Linked DNA regions of Mus musculus: regions 1 and 3 are each linked to region 2. The links are chromatin contacts, called in public Hi-C maps. All regions are on one chromosome and are shown on one strand. Each heading gives the region's core, a stretch centred on a gene start, on an enhancer-like site or on the middle of the called end of the contact. The rest is flanking DNA. Distances are from core to core; before and after follow the strand shown. Region 1 has its middle 21 kb from the start of 4930528H21Rik. Region 2 overlaps Vps50 (VPS50 EARP/GARPII complex subunit). Region 3 overlaps Gm46948 (a long non-coding RNA gene).

Region 1 (4,246 bases), core at 398-2,897, 510 kb before region 2:
ATGGATAAAAGGGCCTCAGTCTTTTAAGAAGAGTTTTGGCCAGTGAGCACAGAGTGACATGACAGCTTGCTAAGCTAAGTCGGGAGTAGAGTTGGTGGAAACTTTATGTACTGTTTATGCAGGAGAAAAAGTGATACCAACCTCAGACAGTGAGGATGGCGAGCACTAGAGAACGAAAATATATAATCATAAGATTAAATGATTGATACACTGGAGGATGAAGACACCAAGGGAAGAGGGAAATATAAGTCACAGAGAAAAGGAAGGACAGCTTGGCCTGGCCAGCCATGGTTATATAATGTTTGGAAATAGATTGCTTATGAAGACCCTAGAAAGGTACACTGAGAAATCTATTCAAGTCTATTCAAACCAGGTGAGATAATGTTTGTAGCAACTGCTGCAAAGAGAGATAAAGATCCCGTGCAGGACGCTCTTCTCAAGGAGCCATGTATTAGCCAAAGTAGGTTTTCAGCTTTCCTCTTAGAAAGTGACTAATGCTTGGCTTTACCTGGATGATTGTTCTATCTGTTATATTCAGAAAAGTCTAAACCTAGGAAAGCAAATAGATTTAATGTCATATCAACTCAATCAATATGAAATCTGCAGGGCTATTGGGAAGGATTATAAAGCCCTTCTAGCACATCAGAAGATCTATTAATAGTGTCTTACTTTGGTCCAAGCATAAGGGGTTGATATATTTGCTAACTCTGAAACCATAACTATAACTTAGTGAGTCACATTTTCTGATATACAGGTTAGAAGCAAAGTATTGTCTAGACATCCATCACAGACTTACATGAAAGTGGAAAAGCATGAAAGAACTGTCTTCCTTAAAAACTGTTTATCTGAAGGTCTGGGACTGATGGGAATTGAGTTTTGAAATAGAAAAAGCAGATTCTACTCATCAATCTGTGTTCTGGTTTCAAAGTCTTTTCACCCAAGTTCATCTGAGTCTGGCTTGTAAATATACTTGAACTTTAAAGGTTAAGAAGCTAATATCAACGTCCTCTCATTCCCAGAATGCTTTTTCAACTCATTTAGGAAGAGCAAAATACTGCAGCCTAGATTTTAAAGCTTTCAAAGTAAGTTAAAATAGAATATAATAGGGAGAAAGGAGAGTGAAAATGTCTCCCTACCTAAAGGAACTTGAACAGAAAGGCAGAGCACACAATATAGAGAGCACCCTTCAGACCATCCAGCCTCATCAATAATATCAATATCAGTCACCTATAAAGAGAGCAGGGAATGTGGCTGGGAGACCATTGGTATCTGCATTTGCTTCAATGCATAAATATTCACTGGGGAGAGAAGGTTGCTATATGACAAAAACTAAACCAAACCAAACCAAACCAAACCCAAAACCAAAAAAGCACCCCAAAACAGGAAGCCTGTCACCTTAGTAAATACTGAAAATGCATGCAAGAATATGTATTGAGAATATAAGTAACTTTCTAATGAACATTTCTAGAGTAATTTCTATCTTTAAGAATCACATTATTGCTTTCTGTATTCATTATAAAATTCCTCTGCCATTGGGTAATGTTCTGTTCGAGAAAAACTGTTTTTAAAGGAAACACAGGCTGGTCTTGATAAATATCAGAGAATGACCAGATGTTTCCTACTGTCTAAGCCGAAGCCATCAAAAGTATGATGGAGCTTTCAGTGCCAAAGTCATGAACAGCTTACCACCCACAGGCTTCCTAATGCAGAGCACAGCACTTCAGAACACAGCAAAGCATGTGATCTAAATAAAAGAGAAAAGAAACCAGGAAGTGAGGGGCAGATGCTAACACCATCTCACCATCCCCACAAAAAAGAATAGATGATGCTGTAGTCTTTTTTACATTCTTGGTTTCTAGAATCATATGACATCTCTACAGAGTAGAACTTAAATGTTTCTCTTCTGAGAAAAGAAAAACAAAGTGAACTCATAAAAAGGGTGAGAGAGAAAAACTGAAGGTAAGAAGAGCAAGCATATCAAACCATCTTAGTTATTTTCCCAGTTTTCTTTGTGTTGCTGTGGTAAACACCATAACCAGCAACAACTTGGGAAAGAAATGATTGGCTTTAGCTTATAGCTTATAGTGTATAATCTATCATGACAGAAACGTAGAAGCAAAAACTGAAGCATAGATCATGAGGAAGCTGACATTGGATTTCTCTTCATGGCTTCCTAAGCTTGAGTTTTCATACAACCCAGGGCCATATGCCTACGAGTGGTACTGCCCAAAGTAGGTTGCAATCTTCTACAACAATCGTTAATCAAGAAAATACCCCACAGACTATCTTCAAGTTCAATCTGATGAAACTATTTTCTCAACTGAGGTTTCCACTCCCCCAGATGACCTTTACCTATGACAGGCTGACCATAATTAACCTTTACAGCTGGGAAGTAATTTTAATATTGGATTAATCCAAAAATTTTTACTGTGCTCTTGATTGGTCTGTATTCTGACCTGATCTCAGGACCACTAGGACAAGTAAGGATGAGAGGAGAAAAGACAGGATTTCTGACTGACTGACTGACTGACTGACTGACTGACTGACTGACTGACTGAACACTACTATTGTGGCTGGTAGGCTTTTCTAAGCTTTAATTGGCTTCCTTGGCTATTGATCAGCAGCACACACGCAACCCCTTTCCCTTGAGACATACACAGAAGAACAAGCGAGAACATTCTAACACAGTAGTAGGTTCAAACTATGGTGTTAACCATGCAGCCACACACTAAGTGGCTTGCTTTTACTTTAGAGGAAAAAGAAAAGCTACTATGAGTTTATGAAAGAGGAAATGTATTACTGGATGGTTGGAGATATTCCTTAGAATAGAAGCATAAATGACAGGGGTTGTGACATGCCCTTAAGGCCCTGGAAAGAATTCCAAAATAAACTAGTGAGAGATGATCTGAGTGCACTGGACTTGAAAGATGGCAAGTCATGGGAAGAACATTGGTACAGGGGATGGAAACAGAGTCTAAGACTTCAAAGAAAAGATTCAAAGGTTTGTTAGTAGTAAGAGAAGACAATGCATGGCACAGGCAATGTTCTAAGAGATATGAAAATGGATGGAAGCATGAAAAGTATGACTTCTTTAATATAGTACCTCACTTATGAGTGATTTGGACCAGAAGTACATACCTGATTTCTGTCCAATAGATAAAAAAATTTTCTTCAAAACTATTTTATTTTGGAATGGTCTATTGAGTCAGTTAAATTTGAGGTAAGGATGGTCTCCCACATCCAAAGCTTACAGGAATATTTGATTCAATATGCTTAAGAGTCTCATAGTTCTAGGATGGAAGAGAGACTTCTTCAATATCTTAACATAAGTATACTTGTTGTATGAGATTATGATACTAAAAAATCTGACTACATTTTTGACATTTGGTTGATTAAAACTATGAATGTAGAATCAATGGGATATATATGGCAATCAATGGTCATATGCTATTATTTTATATATATATATATAATATATATATATATATATCTTATGCTATTATATGTTATATGTGTGTTATGCTAATATATTCATATGTGTATGCATATGTGTATGCGTATGCATATGCATATGCGTATGCATATGTATATGTGTATGTATTAGCATAAGACATTACAAAATGTGTTGAAGGAAAAGGGAAATAGCACACTTCTATGCAGAACCAGTGATGACTTCTGGCTCTGTAAGCACCTGTCTAAGTATTTTTTTCCAGTTGGCTGTGAGGAGAGAGGAAGTAGATGTGTTCTTAATCATTTTGCTGTCTTTGGCGATTTAACAGTCATGATTTACATTCAATATACCTTGACTTACAGAATCGAAAGAAGGTATATAGAGGAGCATGAAAAGCAGAGGTGAGTATGGGATTGGCTCCATGGAAGAGCTGCTGCCAAATAGATCAGAGACAATCTCCTAGACATGAGTTGATCTAGAAAAAAAGTGATGCAGAAGATAGAATGAAAGAAAGGCTACAGGTCCAAGAAGTGTACCCCAGTAAAATGCCATTCAATGTCAGAGAACAATGCCAGCAACCAGAAAGGAATTGGTGCCAAAGACTTGCTACTGAAGAAGAGGCAAAATTTCAAGAAAAAGTCCAGTAATCAAAGCTGAGATGAAGGCTAAGTTAAGGAGACTTTCAAACCAAAACAAAGGTAAAGAACTCTAAGAGTTGTGGAGTGTCAATGAAATTCAAAATCAAACCTGAATTATTTCAAATGGAGCTAATATATATAACTGAATGCAGATATT
Region 2 (4,881 bases), core at 2,261-4,760:
CTACCTAGATCTATCATAAGGACACATCACAGACTCACATTTTATCACATCAATAATATTCTAAAATCTGTCTGACTGCACATAACAAAACACCGTCTCAATGACCCCTGGAACACAGCCAGTACTGGAACTGTGCAGCGAGCATCTGACTCTGGTAGGAACCACAGAGAAAGGGGAGCTAAGCATCCAGCTCAAGAACAGGTTTACAAGTTGCATCCTGTATTCTATGATGCTCCTCCAAAGTGTATGAACGATGCAATTCTGACTGTGTACCAAACAAAGTCTTTGTTCCCAAAGCACAGAATGGGCTTCCATGCATTTCGTCTAAAGAAACGTGACAGACAGATGCCTATCCCTAATATTACTGTCTTTACACTATGCAATTTCATTGTATTATTTGACAATCCCTTGGTTAACTAGAAAAATCTCAACTTAGATATCTACTTCTTCCCACACTGGCTAATCAAAATGATACTACACTAAGATAGGTATGGTACAAATGCTGATAATTCTAAAATTTGGGAGGCTGAGGCAGGAAGCTCTTGAGGTTAAGGTCAGCCTGAGCTATCCAGTAAGTCTCTAAGAAAAACCAAAGACCCAGTCTTAACAACAGCAAAACAAAAAATGCTATTTTTAATTAGTTCTTTGAGAATTCCATATAATGTGCTTTAATCCCATTCAGTGTTCTCCCAACTCCTTCCAGACCCATCGAATTCTTTCTCATCTGTCCAACTTTGTAATCGCTTTATATTTTAAACCCATCCCATCCAATTTGTGTTGCACAAATACGCTTAGATGTGTGCTTTCTGAAGAGCCTGTGCTATACTCTTAAGGAAAATGAATCCTCCTCCCAATAGCTATCAACTGCCAGGAGCCCCTCAGCTGTTATAAACATAGAACAACGTAGCCATTCCTCTCTCCAAAGTTAGTATCAAATATATTTAAGTATAAAAAAGAAGCAGTTATTTAAAATCCTTATAATCATTAGTGTAATGCTTAGCAAACATTTTAATAAAGCAGCACTAAGCTTATTGACTTGTTTGGAGGGTGCACTGTGGCATACATGTGCAGGACAGGAAACTCCATGCAGAAGTTGGTTCCCTCCTTCCACCATGTGGGCCCCAGAGATCTAACTCATGTCAGCATTTGTGGTAAGTGCCTTTATCCACTGACCCATCTCATCAGCTCAAATCATCACTAAATAAATAACAAAATTATCACAAAATGTATCAGCCAACTAGAACATAGAGTGATGTTCTATGACTTATTGAGGTCATTTTATTTATTAAAAAATAACTTGCTTTGATATCTTTTAACCATAATTTATATTTTTAAAATTATAAACTATAGAATTAACTCCTATTGTAAATTCAAGCTAAATGTGTCAGAATACTATGTTGAAACTTAAAAGAACAAGATAACATTTGAATTTTAAAGTATTCAACAAGAGAACACAGGCATTTAAAAAAAAAAAAGTCAACCCTGTACATCAAACTCAATTTACAAAATATCCTAACAGAAAGGGGCAAAGACATGAGTATTCTGGATAACAGTATGATGTGATAGGTACCATGAGTATAGCATGAGTACAGCATCCTGGGCCTGGCAATGGCTCAGTTGTCTTCTTCATAAGCCTGGGAAGTTCAATTTAATTCCCAGAACCCACAGGACGTGAGTTTGCTCCAGTAATCTCAGCAATGGGGAGGTAGAGACAGGCTAGTTCTTGGGCTCTCTAGCCATCTTGTCCAGCCTACAATCCAAGGCATAAGTGAGAGATCTAGTCTCAAAAATACGGTGGAGGGCTCCTGAAGAATGGCCTCTGGACTCTATATACCCAAGTGACCGTGTACATGGACCTGAACACACACATAACCAACCAACCAAATAAATAAATAAATAAATAAATAACAACAACAACAACAAAACCCCCTACCATTGACACAATGAGAACAGCACTCCTGGAGCAGCAGGGGATGGGAAAAGGAAGTTATCCACTTAGCACCACGGACAGTAGGTGCTCAACTTGTGGGGTGGTGAAACCCACACCACCTGTGGAAGACAGGCAGCCTCCACCCATTAAATGCAAATATAAAGTGAGAAGGATGAACTAGAAAGAGAACTCAGAGTTTTCTCATAAACCTCCTTCCCTTAAAAAGGCACTGGCATCTCAAATACAAGTTTCAAGAGTGTGATGTCACCTAAGCACCACAATCAAATAAATGCAGTTGGTACCATTCAAAAAGAAATGTTGAACGTTACTAAATTGGAAACTATCATTTGTAGCTAGCTAAGTCCAAAACCTCAAAGGCGTGCAATGATCAAGCGACCCTCTCATCTTCAGGGTGTAACTAGCACATTACAGCACACAACAGCATGTTGATGCTCTCCTGCAACCCAGGACAGGCGGGCTGACCTGAAGGCAAAGACACTCCAGCTTTAGTTGCATCTCTACAACCTTGGAAATTTGATTTAGCCTCTTCAAACCTATTTTTTCATCCGCTTTAAAGTTATTAAAATTGCCAAAGGGAAAATGTGATTTCATTTAAAAATCTCACAAATGTACATTTCAAAAATATGATGGGTTTATAAAACCATTACAATCTGTGTAAGCATACAAAGGTCAGATGCCAGTCCTTCCTAGAGATCTATTCAGTCAGCATCCGAGAGCACGAGGAACCAACATGGAGCACTTCATACTCTAATGGGACAATCCTAAGTGAAGGGCAGAGACAAATGGAGCAAGGCAGGAAAAGGCAGAGCATACAGTGAGGGCCTCTCAACAACCAGCATGCCTCAACCTTAGGCTTAAAAGCCATCTTATAGTAAAGACACACTAAGTGCATTCCAGTTTATGATTAAAACTCTGTTTCTCAAGGATGCGGCTATACCCTCCTTGTAACCATAACTACAAATGGCTCCCTTCTGCCCGGTCCAGGAATGGCAATCATAACTTTGTTTCAAAAATTAATTACCATCTTGCAACCCTAACTTGGTTTCAAAAGGGTTGTTATGGCTACCCTGCTATGACTACCTGTTGTCACGACCACTTGTAATCATGTCTCTGTTTCAGCAGGCCCTTATGGCTAACATGCTATGCTTATGTTCTGTTCTAGTAACCCACCAAATCCTTGATTTAGAAACCCTGCGCTATATACATAAACAAACAAACAAACAAACAAACCCTTGTCTTCCTCACACCCAAGTCTGACCTCTCAATCCCCACCTTAGGAGGAGGCAGCTTGTGTACACAAATAAAAAAGCTTGCTTTAACTAATTGCTTGCTTTAATTAGTTTGGCCTTGATGATTTGTGACAGTGGTCTTTCTCCCGTTAACACTTTTGTGGACCCAGATACCCTGATACATCACTGCATCCCAATAAAACAGCCCTCCTTCCAGCCCATCTAGTGACTTCTCTGTGAAATGCACATCTGAGCTCATTCATACTGCTTGGAAGAGACTGTGTCTCTTGCAGCTGCTGCATGTGCAGCCTGCCAGGCACTGCTTCCTTCCACCTCATCCCTCCCTACACACTTCCTCCCTCAGCAGGCCGCCTGCTTAGTCCCAGCCACACTGGGAACTACATCGTGATGCTGTGCAGTGCCCAGATCCACAGCACTCCAGGAACAATTACAGGGCATTCTGTAATTTAACAGGGAGGGATAGTCAAAAGAAATATGAGACAAAGACAGTTGTGGTAAGCACCATGGTCCATAAACTCATAATGCTTCTATTAATGAGAAATCACAAAAATGTAAGAGTATTTTCTGTATGTAAATGAGAAAAATAAACACAAACAGCTACACTGCATATTTTAATATAACTGTTGCATAATTTTGCTAGAGTTAAAAACTCACTGCCTAGCATTAGAGATGTACAAAAATATGCAATTCTGTATCTAAAATAGAATCAACAGGGTAGTTCATAAGTATGAGATATTTTATATACAAAATGAACAAAAGACTCCCTATAAAAATTTTAAGGCAAACAGAAAAAACTAGATCCAAATAAAACCCTTTACGGCATATTAAAACATGTTAAGAAAAAAGAGGTTACAATAATGAGATAGGTCAGGTAAATTTTGAAATAAACAGTTCAGTCTTGCCAACTGTTATATTATTAATGAAGTATTTAAGGATTTATTTTATAGTTACAGAGTATAATTAAATGAGTATTAAGATTAGTGCACTGTAAAAGCTCTTTAAAATGTGAAAATCCAAAACTAATTTGCCAACAAGTAAATGCTATAAAAATGCAACAAAACGGTCAGTCACTAAAATACAGAAAATGTACATCAACGCATCTCATAGTTAAAGCTGGAAAGAGACAAAGTCGTGGATCCAACTGCAGACAGAGGAAACGAAAGCCGAGAAAGCACAAGAACACTTGGGCCCACGGTGCCATCACTTAGGCTTGATAGCCTGCTTCACAGGCTCTGATACCGACCCTCGGTCAGTGGAGCCGCATGGAGCAAATGTTGATTTTATTCTCCACATGTAAAACTCTCCTCCACAGCACAGCCAGGGCTGAGTAAAAATCGGCCTTGCCCTCCAGCAGTGACTAAAGAGCCTGATGAACAAATAAACAGCAAGGCCAGCAGAGCGGAGGGAAGAAAGGAGACAAAAGACCAGCGCACAAGTGCTCTCAACCCCAGGGAGGAAAGAGAAATTCAGAAGACAGAAGAACACAGAGAAATCCAAGTTTAAAGCGAGGACCAGAACAAAATGCAATTATGAAATTGTGATGCAGAATCAAGCAATAAAGAGCCTTGATTTGAAAAACAAAAACATGGCATGAAAACACTAGGAAGCCATAAGAAGCAAGGCAACAATTGGGACTTGTAAACCACGGGTATGTACAGACATACATACATGTATAGGTGT
Region 3 (4,385 bases), core at 68-2,567, 900 kb before region 2:
AGTTAAAGGATGGAAGGGGCCCGTGTCAAGATGTTATTGGAGTCAAGCAGATTGACGGCTTAGAGTGACAGGCCTGGCTCTGCAGAGCTCAGAGGCCACTGGTGGGGTCAGAGACTCGAGATCATCCGAAGCACAGCCTCAGCGCCTGGGTATCGATTTTAAATTGAATTCCAGGTTTTAGTGCAATTAAAAGCTACTACGAGGATTTGAGGAGAGAAATGGTATGGTCAAATTATTAGAGCAGCATGGTTTTTATATTAATTAGAACAGACCACGGGGACCAGAGGGATGAGAGAATCTGCAGGCGAGGTAACTCACTAACGGAGTGAGCTCGGGAGCCCAGAAGGCCTTTGTGAAATCGACAAATTAAAGCTACAGTGTTGTCTGACATTACAGACAAGAGAGGGTTTTCCCCCCCCCCCTTCATTAATTTTATCTGATTCACTCACCTTATTAGTTCTGAAAGACTTGGGTCACTAGCCTGACTACTTCCCTTGCATCCGTCTGTAAGCACCAGCACAGCACTGTTTTGCCCAGCTATGTGGGTTCTCCGGTCCACAGGTGAAGCAAAAACGGAGAGCAAAATGTCCAGAGGAAGGGTTATGGGATTGCTTTATGACCTTATCTTAAAAAGGAGGACTTTGTATGTCTCCCCACTTATTCTCACCAACAGACATAGGTTGGTTTTTTTTTTGTTTTTTTTTTTTGTTTGTTTTTTTATTTTTTTTTTGGGGGGGGGAGGTGTTAGTCTGAAATCTGAACGTGCTTATCAGCTGGGAAAAATCTGACATTTAATTGATTTTATCCCTTAGAAGTGTGTGTGAGAGAGAGAGAAGAGAGAGAGGGAGGGAGAGAGAGAGAGGGAGGGAGAGAGAGAGAGAAGAGAGAGAGGAGAGAGAAGTGGGGGGAGGGAGACAGGGAGGGAGGGAGGGAGAGAGAGAGAGAGAGAGAGGAGAGAGGAGAGAGAGGAGAGAGAGGTGGGGGGAGGGGGGAGAAAAATTGACAGTATTACTAAGCAACAAGCCTGCTTATTTACTGCTCCAATCCACGCCCCCACCCTCCACCCCCCTACCCAGGTTGCAGACTTTCTCTTGAGTCCACGAGAGACTGCTGGCTAATTTTTTAAGTATAATTTCCCAAAGTACTGCCCCTTGCCATAGAAAATGCCACGTAGGTCTTCTGAGTTATAAATGCCGAGGAAAACCATGTTGGTTACGTTTGCAGCTTTTTCATTTTGTGGTTCTGGGTGGTACAGCCCAGTTGCCAACGTTATCCATTCCTCTTTCTGGGAACAGCCTTAATTGTACTTGGCTTGGTTGACACAAAAGGCCTCTGAAAAATATGAGGCTGGTCCCTCTAGTGTTGCTTTGTGAAGACTACAGTACAAAGTACTGGATGGAGGAACACAGCTGCAAAGGAGTGCAGAGAGCGGCTGCAAAATCAATCTGCTTCAAAACACATTATTGAAATGATTTTCTACAAAATGCCATGGTACTATACAGGGCTCCTAACCAAAGAAAATGCAGGCACTTTGCTACATTTGCAAGGACACGGTGTTCGTTGTTGAGACTTCCCAGAACAAACAGTAAACGATTGAAATCACATTGGCCAGAGTTACCAGAGGGTCAAGAGCAATATAAGCTTGCCTTGCTTTTAGAAACGAATTCACAATACTGGTTAGGACTGTCTGGCTATGCTCATAGGCTTTCACTGTCATAAAAAGAGGAGGCAAGATTTCATATACTTCTTCATTCTTTCTCTGATGCCCCCTGATGTTCAATAAAAAGAGTATGCTATCTTCTTCCTGTTTTTCTTTGACTTTTTTTTTTCTACCCTCAGACATTTGTTAAACTACTAATCTGTTCCAAAGATAGAAAAATGATAAGATACATTCATTTCCCTGGACATGCATCATCATCCCATGGGAAGACAGACTCTTAGTGACAAAATAGATTTATATAATGCCTGGGACACAGGGGAAATGGTATTAATTATTAATGCTGGTTATCAAGAAAGATGAGGTATTTGAGCTGTGGTCTGAAGCTAGAGTTAGAGTCCTCATTAGAGGCAATTCATGGCTTGACATCATTGACTGATCCTTGGTCAATACCAGTTTGGTCCAGTTTCTGAGGAGATCTATTATGGCATGTGCAATGGGCAGCTAGTCTGTGTGTGTATGTATGTATGTATGTGTGTGTGTTGTTGTTGTTGTTTGTTTGTTTGTTTATGCTACTGCTTCAAGGCTCAGATTTCCTGCCTTATTCCAGTGTCCCTTATTCTGCATGTGCAGTAAAAGGAGGCCCACGGCAGAAAGGCCAGCTCTCCATTAAAGGAACATGAAATAAAACTGGGTGGTTTGAATCAAGACTGCAGTAGCTCTGGATTCCAGCAGAAAGGGGTTGGTGTCACAAGGGGAACCCTGATCCTTTGTGGGGGTAGAAGTAAGGTTTGTTAGAGGGAGTCAGGTTATTAGTGATGATTTTATTAGAAAATCTCTTTCAGTTCTGAAAGCCTATTAACAAAATTTCATATTTACATTTAAAGGGGACTAATTACCTACAGAGAGTCTCGATAGCCTCAAACCCACCCGAGAGCCCAGCACAGTGTTATTTCACTAGACACTGGCTTACAAATCCTTTAGAAAAAAGGCACCCCACCCTGGTCATCATGTTGTTGGCAGTGAGGTTGACATTGAAATTCATTGACTTGAAACCACACAGTCACTTTTCAAAGGCTGTTTGGGGTTGTAGCAAAACACATTGAGATCATTTGGTATATTAAATAAGACATATTACCAACAGTCTCTATATTTACATTTGTACATGTACAGTCAAAAACCAAATGACAGTCATAAAGTCTAGAAGCATATTAAGGCTCATAAGAAATTGTGGGATGCAAAATTAGGCCATGACTCAATGTGAATGAATGTCAATAGAGTGTGCAAACTATATTTTATAGGCAGTTAAGGTAATGCTGTTATTATTTTATGAAGATTTAACTCCATTATTTTAGTAGCTCTCTGTGATTATAAGGACAATGCAGTTTAGTAGCCAAGGTACCAGAGTCCACACACAATGAAATTATACACGTGGAAAATGCAACTGGAGGCAGGAAGCCGCGATGTAAGTGGATCCTGCTTGCTTCTCTCTCTGTATTCTTTGGACACCAGAGCCTCTTCTCATCTCTCTTCTGTACTGAGCTGACACTGAACACCGGCACCACCCCTGGACCTTCAGGGTTTTGACCTTTGGTGAAATCGCAGCGCACATCGTGTTCCTCCTCCCCTCCTAGAAACTTTGTCTCTCCTCTCAGAACAGATGGGTCCAAAATTAACTCTGAAGCAACAGTTTTAAAAACTGAAAGGAAATGTACCTTTTGTAGGGGTCTAGCCATTCATCCTAGAGGGGTGTAACACACTAGAGAACATGGTAGGCAAGGAAGCCCTGTTTCTCTACTGATGAGCTTTCGAGAACGTGATGTCTACAAACTCAGTCGGACTCAGTGGCATCTTTAGAGGTTCCTTGTCTCACAATGTTGCATTATGTCTTGCCCCTTTTCCTTTCTAAAATTTAATTTCACTTACATATATTTGTCTTCTTTCTTTTTACACTACAGTTTCTTTGTGTACATATTGTGCTTTCCAATTTAGTGTTTTTTTATGGGACTGTAAGTATGAGTGGGTCTCTGTTTCTTGTGTCTTCTCTTCGGCTCTTTTCCTTCTGCTGTTTGTTCTGTTCAAGTCCAATGCGTTAGTTTTGTTTTTAACTTATTGCATTTTATTTTATCATTATTCCTTCAATAATAATCCCTTTTATTTTTCTTCCTAATGATTGGCAGAAATGGGGTGGATCCGGATGGGATGGAGATGGGCGGGAACAGCGAGGGGCAGAGGGAGGAGAAACCATAATCCGAATGTGTTATACAAGAAAAAAAATCTATTCTCAATAAAAGGAATAAATTATGAGAAAAAGAGTAAATATGAAAATCTCTCACTTTAATCCTACGCAGCAATAAGATTATAAAATAAAATGTTTTGTGTGCTTACAAAAATATTTCCTAATTTTTTAATTTCCCAGGGTTCTGTTAAGCCTTTGAATATAAAGGAGACTCCGTTAATTTCCTTCAACCCACTTTTATTGGTTACTTTTTATTTGAATGATGCAAGACTTGAGCATCTTCAAGATGCCTTTCCTACCAATTATTCTGGAAGTATCTCTGAGCAAGGCTTCTCTTGTGTGGAGTAACAAGCAACGACTTCCTTTGATCTGTGGTTCTAAGGCGCACTCTACAGCGCCCCCTACCTGCACTGCTCACATCACAGCTTCTCATTTAGTGGCCATGCTGTGCTGGGCACAAGCTAAGTTCTTTTGAATGATACAGGTCCT

What was found. Hi-C and Micro-C count contacts between places; a contact is called where the count stands out from the background.
Region 1: a Hi-C map of the HPC-7 cell line shows a contact between it and region 2, with 4 times the contacts expected there. The contact joins two enhancer-like sites. A contact is called at or near these places in 2 of 484 Hi-C or Micro-C datasets (the HPC-7 cell line and pre-hematopoietic stem cells) and 1 of 9 other capture datasets (embryonic stem cells).
Region 3: a Hi-C map of muscle stem cells shows a contact between it and region 2, with 2.6 times the contacts expected there. The contact joins two enhancer-like sites. A contact is called at or near these places in 1 of 39 promoter capture datasets (the 3T3-L1 cell line), 12 of 484 Hi-C or Micro-C datasets (3T3-L1-derived adipocytes, adipose-derived mesenchymal stem cells, cortical neurons and 6 more) and 1 of 115 datasets of contacts at active chromatin or transcription factors (astrocytes).

Annotation. Positions count from the first base shown.
Region 1 is chr6:4,023,987-4,028,232 of GRCm38.p6, reverse strand. No RefSeq gene overlaps it. Among named protein-coding and RNA genes, the nearest start is that of 4930528H21Rik, 21 kb to the left of the region's middle. Within about 2 kb of position 1,647, at least 8 of the 459 cell types and tissues checked have an H3K27ac peak or open chromatin away from gene starts, as enhancers often do. A contact at or near this core is called in the HPC-7 cell line, where this site is marked.
Region 2 is chr6:3,511,445-3,516,325 of GRCm38.p6, reverse strand. The region is part of intron 2 of Vps50 (VPS50 EARP/GARPII complex subunit); the gene reads right to left. Among named protein-coding and RNA genes, the nearest start is that of Vps50, 15 kb to the right of the region's middle. Within about 2 kb of position 3,510, at least 57 of the 459 cell types and tissues checked have an H3K27ac peak or open chromatin away from gene starts, as enhancers often do. A contact at or near this core is called in the HPC-7 cell line and muscle stem cells, where this site is marked.
Region 3 is chr6:4,414,278-4,418,662 of GRCm38.p6, reverse strand. All of the region lies in intron 3 of Gm46948 (a long non-coding RNA gene), which reads left to right. Among named protein-coding and RNA genes, the nearest start is that of Gm33788, 8.4 kb to the left of the region's middle. Within about 2 kb of position 1,317, at least 131 of the 459 cell types and tissues checked have an H3K27ac peak or open chromatin away from gene starts, as enhancers often do. A contact at or near this core is called in muscle stem cells, where this site is marked.